Linked DNA regions of Gossypium hirsutum: region 1 is linked to region 2. The links are chromatin contacts, called in public Hi-C maps. All regions are on one chromosome and are shown on one strand. Each heading gives the region's core, a stretch centred on a gene start, on an enhancer-like site or on the middle of the called end of the contact. The rest is flanking DNA. Distances are from core to core; before and after follow the strand shown. Region 1 holds the start of LOC107914352 (auxin-responsive protein IAA9). Region 2 holds the start of LOC121222421 (50S ribosomal protein L7/L12).

Evidence for each region. Hi-C and Micro-C count contacts between places; a contact is called where the count stands out from the background.
Region 1: a contact with region 2 is called in a Hi-C map of leaf, with 2.4 times the contacts expected there. The contact joins the promoter of LOC107914352 here to the promoter of LOC121222421 in region 2. A contact is called at or near these places in 4 of 34 Hi-C or Micro-C datasets (hypocotyl and leaf).

What each region holds. Positions count from the first base shown.
Region 1 is chrD10:13,729,855-13,735,614 of Gossypium_hirsutum_v2.1, reverse strand. It overlaps LOC107914352 (auxin-responsive protein IAA9), which reads left to right and starts at 2,236. Exons shown (of 7, transcript XM_016843251.2): 1 at 2,236-2,488; 2 at 3,030-3,065; 3 at 3,419-4,033; 4 at 4,138-4,364; 5 at 4,500-4,641; 6 at 4,976-5,037; 7 at 5,240-5,573. The coding sequence starts at 3,447. The coding sequence ends at 5,277.
Region 2 is chrD10:13,591,335-13,597,295 of Gossypium_hirsutum_v2.1, reverse strand. It overlaps LOC121222421 (50S ribosomal protein L7/L12), which reads right to left and starts at 4,571. Exons shown (of 1, transcript XM_041103153.1): 1 at 3,019-4,571. The coding sequence starts at 3,784. The coding sequence ends at 3,143. It overlaps LOC121222420 (probable amino-acid acetyltransferase NAGS2, chloroplastic), which reads left to right. Exons shown (of 10, transcript XM_041103151.1): 5 at 1-221; 6 at 324-421; 7 at 971-1,082; 8 at 1,339-1,498; 9 at 1,848-1,920; 10 at 2,093-2,568. The coding sequence ends at 2,243.

The DNA of each region.
Region 1 (5,760 bases), core at 987-3,486, 140 kb before region 2:
CCGAGCCTGGTCCGAAATATGGGCTTGAAATTTTTCCTAGGCCCGGCCCGAGAAAAATATCATAAGCCCGAGCCCGGCCCGTCCATTTTTAAAATAAACATTAAAAAATTATTTTAAAAATATAAAAAAATAAAAAAAAATAATTTTAAAAGTATTTTAAAATTAAAAAATAAAAATGAAAATATATATTTATTATATTCGGGTTGGGCCCGGGTCAAAAAAGTGGTGCCCAAGGCCCGGCCCATTTTTTAAATGGGCCTCGTTTTTTTGCTCAAGCCCATATTTTGGACTTATATTTTTATTCGAACCCTCCCATATTTCGGACGAGCCGCAGTAAGCAAAGTTAATGATGGCATAGTTTGGTTTACGAAATGTTTTATTTTTTTTAAAATTATTGATTTGGATATGATATTTTGTACATGAAATATAAGATTACTTTAAAGTATATGTTATTAAATTTGCTTATTTATTTAGATGACAATTATAATGAGAATTTTTAAAATAAGAATTATGAGAATAAAAATGATTTTAATTATTAAATTAAAATAAATGAATCTAAATATTAGATTTTATATTTAATTTACCTCATTAAAATAAAAATAACACTCAATCTTTTATTTTTTTTCCCTTTCCATCATGCAAATAAAGTAAAGATTATTCAATTTTATTAAAAAATGTAAAAGAAATAGCAGTAAAATGTACGGCGACAAAATATAAGAATTTAAATATGAAAGTAAAGATGTACAAATGTTTTTTAATTGCAGGATGTAAGTTAAATATAAAATCCAACTATTTATTTTGATCTAATTATTAAAATTATTTTACTTTTTATAATTCAGTTTTTATTACAGTCATTAGGATTTAATTAATAATTTCTTTTAATAAAAAACGAAAATATATCTCGTGCTTAAGAATAAAAATAAAAATTTATAGTTGATAGGGGTAATTTTAATTAAAAAATTATAGGACCGTGATTAATAACATTCATCAGACTAATAATCATTTACAACTTTGTATCAGTGAGCTGTGTGCATTCATCATATACAAACTATTTAATTGATAGATGGTATTAATATGGTAAAATTTAAAATTTTCATACGTCATGTTCATTTCAATTTTTTTTAAAAATGAAGATGAAAATACTATGGATAAAAAAAATACATAAAATTCCTTTTATTGCATATCAAGAATGACTTACAAGACTTAGATAACGGAGCACTGAGGGAGGAGTGGTTGAATTTTGAGTGACTTTGGTAGACAAAGTCCTAATTTCGTTTAGACATCAATTATTATTTCCACTTGTATTCCATACCCATAAAAAGTCGCATTCAATAGAATTCATGTTTAAGGTCACATATATGCAAAAATTTCCATTTATGTGGTAAAAAATGAATAATAAATTTTTGGAGGATTAAAAAGTAATTTTATTATTTAATTTATAATTTCATACATTTGAAGGGAAATCTGATGAATAAAAAGATTGTGTCGATCAAAATAGGAGTGTGAGGTTAAACCCAATTTACATGACAAAGTTCAATAGATTAAATATTTTGTTGAATAATTGTTGGTTTTTTTTAAAAACAATTTTATTATATGTTTTGATAATATATATGCTCTTTTTTGATACAATGTCTAATTACCCATAATTTTTAATCCATAAATTGGAAGATAATGTACTTCAATGTACTTAACATCCTCCTACATCAATAATAATATTTATATTAATCGAATTAATATTCAATCGATAATAATTATTTGTTTTTTATATACTTTGAATTGGGGACATGAAAAATAGAATGAAACAGAAAGAGACTCACATTCATTATAGGAACTATTTTCATTTTTAATTTGTATTCTCATGTGAGGTTTCACTTTATTGTAAAAATGAAATTATAAATTAAGAGTAAAAAATTACAAGCGAAAAATATTTAAAATTAAAAATATCCATAAATCTAAAACGATAAAAAAAACATTATATATGAATAGTAAGGTAAAAAGGGTATGCCTATTGCCTAGCTTGAGCTAAAGAAAAAAGTACAACAAGTACCGGGAACCAATCAAAACTAACTTTAGTCAAATATGATGACACGTGTTTAATTATAAGTTCTTTTGGGAAATCGAACGGTCTAGATCCCTTCATTGCCACACCAATCTCAACCGTCAGATCAGATACCCTTCAACCCCATAGACCGGCGCAGTATAACTATATAACCCGACATGGTCCCATTCTTTCACAATGAGTACAAAGTTTACACAACTTTTTGTGTTTATTTTCGCTTTTGCCCCTGCTTTTTTATTTTTTACTTCTCGAGTTTCTTTAATGACTTTTATGGCTTTCTGCTTATAATGGAAGGGTCTTAAGCTTATTCTCTTTCTCTCTCTGCTTTTATTTTCTCTGCACTTCGTGCATTTTAGCCTGCAATATTTGAAAGCAGTAATCGATCTTCTTTTCTTTGTCTACTCTGCAACTCTACCAAGTTTTACTCCTGTAAGCTCTTTTCTTTTTATTTTATTTTTTTAAATTTCAGTTTTTCTGTTCGATTTTTGTTTTGCAGTTTTGCTTGAGATCAAAGGTAAGATCTCAAGTTTTTCTCCCCCTCCCCCTGTTATTGTATCTGTTTGGTTGCCGCAAAAGCAAAAGAAAATGGAGGAAAAAGATTGCTACTTTTTTTCTGCTTTGTTTTTCTTTGTTTCCCTTTCTCTCTTTTTACTGCTTTTATTCAGGGAAAATGGGCTGTTGCAGAAAGATTTAATGCATAAGAGAGTTGACTTTTTTTTCCCTTTAATATTCTCCCTATCTTTTTATGAGCTAAATAAAATTTGTTCTTCACGGTTAATTTTTTTTTTCTATTTTAAGCTCTGTTCTTTCTCGTAAGATTTTGCTAGAATTTCCGTAAGACTGTAAAATTGGAGTCCTTTTTTGCTGCACTGTTTTTCTTGTAAAATCATAGTGGTAATTATTCTCGACTTGTTAAAAGATATTTCCGTTTATGTAATTTAGTTTTATGAGTTAGATTGCTCTAATGCAGGTTTTCTGGCTTACACCATTATTTGAGCTTTAGAAGGTGAGAACCTTGATTAATTGTTACCCTTATAAACAATAAAAATTGACGCATAACAACCAATTATTGTAGCTGAAGTTGTTTGAAAAAATGAGTTGAGGTGGGTTTCATGGGTATTGTTAGTGGATTCAGAAACAGCTAATGCATGGGTGGGTTTTCACCTGGAACTAATAGTAATTGTGAATGAGTCTACTTGAAGGTTTAATTTAGATATCTTTGTAAAATAAATTGTGATCTGCTGTAATTTGTAGTGGTTTTTGGATCTTCTGTTTTCAAATAACTTGGCTTAAACGGTTTTATTCTTGTTAGTTTGCGGAAATTTTGATTTGTCTTTTGTTTTTCTATGTGGTTTTAAGAGGCTATCTTGAGAAGCTTTGAGTTCTGATGTCTCCGCTGTTGCTTGGTGTGGAGGAGGAAGGGCAGAGTAGGGTTTCTTCTTCATCTGTTGAATGTATCTCCCAAAATGGCTTGGGGATAAGGGAGTGGAATTATCTTGGATTATCAGATTTTTGTTCAGTTGACAGCTCCGGTGTCCTGGATGATAATGGGAATAACCTGAATTTGAAAGCCACAGAGCTGAGGCTTGGTCTTCCTGGATCCCAGTCCCCTGAGAGAGAAACTGAGCTTTGCTTTCTAAACTCGGGAAAACTTGATGAGAAGACACTGTTTCCTCTACTTCCTTCTAAAGATGTAATCTGCTCATCATCCCAGAAAAGTGTTGTTACTGGAAACAAAAGGGGATTCTCTGAGGTGAAAGGCACCATATACACTGAAAAAAAATGGGTGGGTTCTGGAGCTGTTCCGGATTCTCAATTTCTGCAACCTGTGTCACATGGAAAATACTCTGTAGCTCAAGCATCTGTAAAGAAAGACGGGCCTGCAAATGAGATACAAGAACAGCCTTGCACCAGTAATGGAACCAAAGTCAACCGAACTGACATTTCTAACAACAGCAGTGCACCTACTGCCAAGTAAGTATAATTAGCTTGAGAAATGACTCTTAAGCTTTGATGGTATAAAGGGCATTATTTCTTATCCTTTTTTATTGTTGTTATGATATCCCTTTTCTTAGCAGGGCTCAGGTTGTTGGTTGGCCTCCAATAAGATCATTTAGGACTAAAACACTGACCACTTCTTCAAAAAACAATGACGAAGTTGATGGAAAACCGGGACCTGGTACTCTTTTTGTCAAGGTCAGTATGGATGGAGCTCCTTATCTGAGGAAGGTAGATTTGAGAATGTATTCAACTTACCAGGAACTGTCTTCTGCTCTTGAGAAGATGTTCAGCTGTTTCACCCTTGGTAAGCTATCGTTGCATTCTTTGCCTTATTGCATTATCGAGCTGAATCCTTCTTGTTGCAAGAAATGCACATAATAAAGGAAAACTTCTGTTATTTGTCATGGACCTGGTTACCACATTTTCATTATCATTTCAGGTCAATGTGGGGCTCATGGTACTCCTGGGAAGGAAATCTTGAGTGAGAGCAAGTTGAAGGATCTTTTGCATGGATCGGAATATGTGCTTACATACGAGGATAAAGATGGTGACTGGATGCTGGTTGGGGATGTTCCATGGGAGTAAGCTTCATTCACTCAACATCAGTATTTGCCTTGACATTTTATTGTCCCCAAATTCTTCCCCTCCCCCCTTAAATCTTAAATTACATAGGCAGCATGTATCTTTGAAGACTGAATTTCTTTTGTCAGTAAGCACTTTGGCTCTCCTATTTGTTGTCAACAGGAGACATACAAATAAATAGATTTAGTATTTGTGTTTGTGTTTGTTCTTTTCTGTGCCTATTCTACATTTTTGTTAATACTGAAATTAATTTGGCATGCAAGTGCTGCTTATTTAAACTTGTAGATTGATTTCCTCAGTCAAGTTACCTAACTGTGATTTGATTTGTTGCAGGATGTTTATTGAAACATGCAGGAGGTTGAAAATAATGAAGAGTGCTGATGCGATCGGATTAGGTAAGTAATTTATGTTTAGCAAGCTCTGCAGTATGGATCAAATTCATTAAATTATTTGTTTGTAATCTGGGTATATGCATATGTTTTGCACTCCTACCATGTAATATCTGAGTTATGTCCAGTGGTTTCACTTTGCCTATTGAACCATAACTGGACAAAATCTAAGGTTTTAATGTTAGCTGGCATTTTCTGTGTCATACAGCTCCTAAAGCAATGGACAAGTCCAAGAAAGACTGTTAGATAAATTCTGATGGCGAAAATTGAAGCTGAAAATTCCTTATTGTGGAGTAAACTAAGATAATTGAGACCAGAAACTTGCAGGGTACCTGGTGCAGAAAGAAAAGTTCGTTTCATATTCCAATCTCATCCATGTTGTGATTGCACTTTATGTTTGTCACAAGTTTATGATAATTGTTTTATCAAAAAAAAAACAAAAAACAAAAAGAATAGTGATAATAGGAGGCTTTAATGTTTAGATGTACCGAATTTCGTTGGATGTGTGTTTAATCGTAAAATTATGTCTTGTTGATGAGGTATTTGGTAAATGTTATTCTCATTTCAAAGATACTGGTTTTATCAAAAGCCTGGCTTGGTTGGTATTGAAAGAATTTCGAGCTAATTCCAGATTGATCGAGTTGCTTATTTATTTTGTAAAAGATGAATTCAAATTTAAAATTAATTATTTTATTTTGGGGGGAGGGGGGGGGTAAAAGATTGGAGTTA
Region 2 (5,961 bases), core at 3,322-5,821:
TCACTTGCCTTGGACATAATGATTTTATTGCAGCTGCTCACTCTTCGCAGAATAGGCAGACTCTTAATGGTGCTCATAATCCAACCTTTCAGAATGGTGTTGGTTTTGACAACGGCAATGGTTTATCTGGAGAGCAGGGCTTTGCTATTGGAGGTCAGGAGCGGCTAAGTCGACTAAATGGTTACCTTTCAGAGTTGGCTGCTGCAGCTTTTGTCTGCAGAGTAAGATTTCATAGTTTGTTGCCACCTTAGTATATTTGGATGCCTAAAAAAAAGAGAGAGAGAGAGAACAGTAAGCCGATTCCATTTTCTGCTTCATGTCAGGGTGGTGTACGAAGAGTTCATTTGTTAGATGGCACTATTGGTGGGGTCCTATTATTGGAACTATTCAAACGAGACGGAATGGGGACAATGGTGGCCAGGTATTCAATCTTTGCAGTGAACTTGTTGGTTAACCTTGTGGGAAAATAGGCATTGGCTGACAGGCATTACCAAATATAGTTAATTCCCTATGCATCTGCATTTGATTAGTGAGTTCTTAGTATTTGCTTTTCAGATGGCTAGTTTGGATGATTTGTTGGGTTCTGCCTTGGATGCATAGTTAAACCTAAAATGAATGTTATATGTAACTAAGTTTAACCATTCAGTATTCTATAGAAAAAAAAAAGGTTCAAGTGTTCAGTAAAGTATTTATATATTATTCAAATTAACTGGTACACCAGAGGCACTCCTAGTAACCATGATTTCTTTTGAATACTTGGTCTTGCATTAAGCACCAATCAGTTTCATAACATTTGACAACAGACAAACTGGAGGTATATGTTGTTCCCACATACTTTTTCCAAGGATTAGGGATCACAAGTAACGTGGCTGAAATTTGTTAGTTTATGTGAAATACTGTTGCAAGATCTGATAGGTCATTATGCTGTCTTGTGTTCAATTTGCTGACTTTAGCTTTGCTTGTTATTCAGTGATCTATATGAAGGGGCTAGGATGGCTAAGGTAACAGATCTCGCTGGCATCAAGCAAATCATAAAACCTTTGGAAGAGTCCGGCACATTGGTTCGCAGGACCGATGATGAGGTCTGTATTAAGGTCCTTTAGAGATTTCTTTAACCTAACTATCTCATTTATTTATTCTTCTTCTATGATGTGCTTTATTTCTTCTACTGGTTCTTGGATGTTTCGTTGTAAAGATCAGAATCATTAAAATTGGCCTTGGCTTTAAATCTTACTGAAGAACAAAAATGGGAGGGGCAAAAGGCTTTTTTTCTTCTGAGCTAAAGGCCTGGAGCCGAAATCCTGAAAATTAAGTTGTTGTCACTTTTTGTTTGTGCAGCTGCTTAAGGCCATAGATTCATTCGGTGTTATGGAAAGGGAAGGTCAAATCATTGCTTGTGCTGCTCTTTTTCCTTTCTTCAAGGAGAAGTGTGGAGAAGTCGCTTGCATTGCAGTTTCTCCCGAGTGCCGAGGACAAGGACAGGGGGATAAATTGCTTGGTATGATATTGAAAATCTCTATCTTCACTGCTTATGTCATATTAGACATGATTGTACTCTGCTACTTATTCTGTTGAAGCTGAAAAGCAACGCAATGCAAGAACCTGTCAGCTCTGATCTTATTAGAAATGCTCACCCGACAAAGTACCTTTTTTGACTGTAGGATGGATTGCATACAAAAGATTTGCTGATTAGTTTAGCTCTCACTATCTAATCGTGGAATGATGCTGGATTTGAATCTGATTATGAATGTTGTTCTAATTAGCATCACTTTGATGTGATACAAACTTCTGGGAAATTTTTTGTGGTCAACCAACCAATATCATTCCTAATAATCAAATATCTGCAGATTATATTGAGAAGAAGGCGTCCTCACTCAGATTGGATAGGCTTTTCCTTCTGACAACTCGGACTGCTGATTGGTCTGTATTTTTTTCCCACTACATCATTTCAAACATGGAATTATTTTCATTCACCTTTTAGATAAATTTGAAGCAACCTTGTAATCTGGAGAAAGAGGGGGAGTTGAGTTATATTGAATATTCTCCATCCGATGTCCAGGATATGATATATAAAACAGTGTGGTTTTAGCAGGTTTGTAAGGCGTGGGTTTACGGAGTGTAGCATCGACATGATACCTGATGAAAGGAGGAAAAAGATTAATCTATCTCGTAAATCCAAGTATTACGTGAAGAAATTGGTAGCGGATGGAAGTGGAATTACTGCCGATAGAGCAATTAAATGAAGCTTCCAACATATGCCAGCTGAGTGTACTAGTTCATATGGCAAACTCCTGCGGTTGCCAGTTCAAGATTAGACGCACAACGTTTTCTTGAGGTGATAGTTATGGGCAGGTGGGGAACTCGAAAAATGAGCTCCTTTAGCAGAAAGTGCTAACCAGGGCTGAATCTCATCTAGTGTAAATTAGATATTGCCTAGGTTTTTGTTACGATTTCTAGTTGATTATCGCTGTTGCCATAAGCCACTTAGTTGTATTGCTAGTTTATAGGCGATTTGTAATTAACAGTGCTTTTAGAATATGATAAATAATATATTCCTTTTTTGGTTGATTTCAAGATCTGAAGATCGAGTCAGTTTCCCATTTGTAATACTTAAAACTGCGTTTAACTTATAGTTTCTGAATTAAGGGCATAATTCCAAAGCAGCAAAAGACTTGAGCTCAATCGATAACTTAATCCCAGAAAGGTGGCTGAATCTTTCTTTATTCATGTTCGCTCGACGTTCAAATATGATTATAGATTATGAAACATGAAATTATAAAAATCCTTAATTGATATATCAGAGCACAAATATTAGAGTGAACTAACAATGAAGCATAATCACGAGTCAACTTGAATTTTAAAGGGACCCAACGCCAAGGGGCATTGGCACCGGTCACCACCATTCTCAAATAGAAGGTGAACTGCAGGTACTACCATTAATCCATCCTAATCCATTCATTTCAATACACCCTAAACTAAACTATTCCAAAACAAACCCAATCAATGGATCAAATTGACTTCAGCAAAGTTTCTCACTTTCAAATTCTATTGGTAATACCAATAACAACAATATCCTCAAACACTTTTGTTCCCATTTCATCAAAACAACAATTATTCTACACCTTTAGTCAAATAAATAAAATCATTCAAGTACCACAGTAGCACCCAATTCTTGGAGCTTCTTAATAATGGCCTCAGCTTCCTCTTTTGTTACTCCCTTTTTAACCACAACCGGAACTTTCTCCACCATATCCTTCGCTTCTTTCAAACCCAATTCCGTGAACGTCCTCACTTCTTTTATTATCTTTATCTTGGCCGCCGCATCGAATTTCTCCAGCTTTATATCAAACGCCGTCTTTTCCGCCGTTTTCGTTTCGGCTGCGCTGGATCCGGTTCCCGGACCCGAAGCGGCGGCGGAGGATACGCCGGATACGGCAGGTCCGTAGCAGTTGAGGCCGAGTTTAAGACGGAAGAGGATGGAATAGTCGTAGCGTTCGAGCCTTGTAAGATCTAAAAGCTCGTCGGCGATGCGTTCGAGTTTCTGAGTCCGGTTCTCAGCGGTGGCGGTGGCGGTGGCGGTGGCGGTGGCGGTGGAAATGAAGCAGGAAACGGGTGGTTTGGGTGAGGACGAAACGAGGAGTTTGAAGAGGGAGTGAGTGGGGATCTTTGAGATGGTGGAAGCCATTGTTGGAGAAATTAAGAGTGGAGTTTCAGTGTTAGGTTTTATGTTTAGAGGAAATCGGAGGGTTTTAATAGACGAGGGTATTTTCGGAATTTTATACATAGTTTTTTTAAAAAAATTTAGGTACCAACAGTTACCCAACTTTGGGTTAGCTGACAAAACAGTCACTTAGGTTTCATTTCAGTCACTTAACTTTTGAAAAGTTACAAAACAGTCCTTTTTGCCGTTTTTCATCACAGACGTCACGGCAAAGTGACATGGCAGATGATGGTGTCTTTGGTGTCAAAAAATCCTCCAGTTGGCCGGTTACTCTCAATTTAACAACCCTACCACACCATTCTAAGGTTAGAGAAAAAGAAAAAGAAGAAGAAAAGGGAGAAAAGGAAAAATGGAGATGCTTGAAGTGATTCCGGTGTGCTATTGTGGAAACTCAGCCGAATTAAACACGTCTTGGTCCAATGACAACCCAGGTAGGAGGTTTTTTGGGTGTAAGAAATTTGGCAGTAGATTTCGAAAACCATGTCGGTTTTACACCTAATTTGATCCACCATTCATGAATTGTGTTGTTGGGTCTTCTGAAAAAAGTAAGGACATTGAAGGATGCAAGGAGGAAGAAGAGAAAAATATGATTTTTGGTGCTTGTATTTGTAACTGTGTTGTTTTTTTTTTAAATCTTAAATTAGTTTATGTTGTTGTTGTTAGCATTGAAAACCAGCTTATGTTTTATAATATTGTTGTTGGTATATTGTTGCTTATGTTGTTATATATGGCTACTGGTATATTGTTGCTTATGTTGTTATACATGGCTACTGGTATACATGGCTAACCAGCTCATGTTGTTGTTTACAAACTTGAAAGACTTGAAATGGAATATAATATGTGGTTGTTGCTTACAAATTGTTTTGTAATATTGTTGTTGCTTACAACAGTTAGAAAGTTATTTTGTAATATTTGATTTCATTTCAAAGTTGATAGACTTGAAAGAATGTTTAATCTTCATTTCATTTGTATTTCTCAATACTCATATATCAGAAAAGATAAAAGATAAAAGAAACATTTGTATTTCTCAATTCTCACACATTTGTTTTTTCAATACTCATATGTTAGAAGAGATAACACAAATTGCATGGATCAATGCTCATATATTAAGGCGAAAACGTCAAACTGTTTACAAAAGGAATGAGGGGCATAATATTGCCAAATTTTCCTACAATTCAACAAAATTGAACAGAAGTGAATTGTAGGCAAATTTACAAAAAAAAATTAGTGACTATATGCCTAAGTTTATCAACAGTAGCAATCATAAGCAAATTTACAAAAATTAATCTGCCTAAGTTAATAAATCAGTAGTAGACAAATTTACACAATTTTAAAAAGTTAACAAAATAAGGTTTGTTCACAATATCATCATTGGTCTGTCATGGATGACTCTTGAGTAGGAGGCATCCATTTAACAATGGTTGGTTTTCTCTTGAATGAGAGCTTTTCTCTTGGGGCAGCATCTTTTTGGTGAGTTGGGGCAGCTTGTTGATGAGTTGGGGCAGTTTGTAATTGAGTTGGGGTAGCCTGTTGAGTTAGGGTACTCTCTTGCTGATTTGGGGTAGCCTGTTGCTAATTTGGGGCACCACTTGGTTGTGAACACCAACTTTATGTCTTTTGACCTACAGGAACAAGTGAAATCTGTCAAACAAATTCATAAACAGAATGTTTTGACTTACTAGAATGTTTTGGCCAACTTCCCCTTTGCAACTCCTCTTATTGTGGCCTATTCTTTTGCATTTATTGCACCTCATGTCCACCCCTCTCTTGCTCAACCATTCTGTTGTTTGTGGCTCATTAGGTTCTTTCCCTCTCACCCTAGTAGGTCTGCCAGTTGGCCTTCTTAGTGTAGGAGGCAGTATTGGCAGCATGTTTGACAAAGAGACCCATTGTTTAGGACCCATTACTGGCCTTATAAAGTTTGATTAAATTTGAAGTTGGGTTTGTTTGGTGTACTAGGTTTGTACATAGGTCTCTGGGAACTCATCTTTTAGATGAATGACAGTTAGTGCATGCATGTAAGGGACGCCAGTGAGATCCCAATTCCTGTAGGAGCAGGAATTCTCAACTAAGTCCACCACATGCTGGCTGCATGGACCACATTCAACTTGATACCTGTCCCTACTATCATGTGATGGAACACATCTAAAAAATAGTCATCATGCTTGGTTAAAAAACAATCACTAAAACAACATTGTGAGCAGCCCCACCAACAATGATACACACACACACACACACAC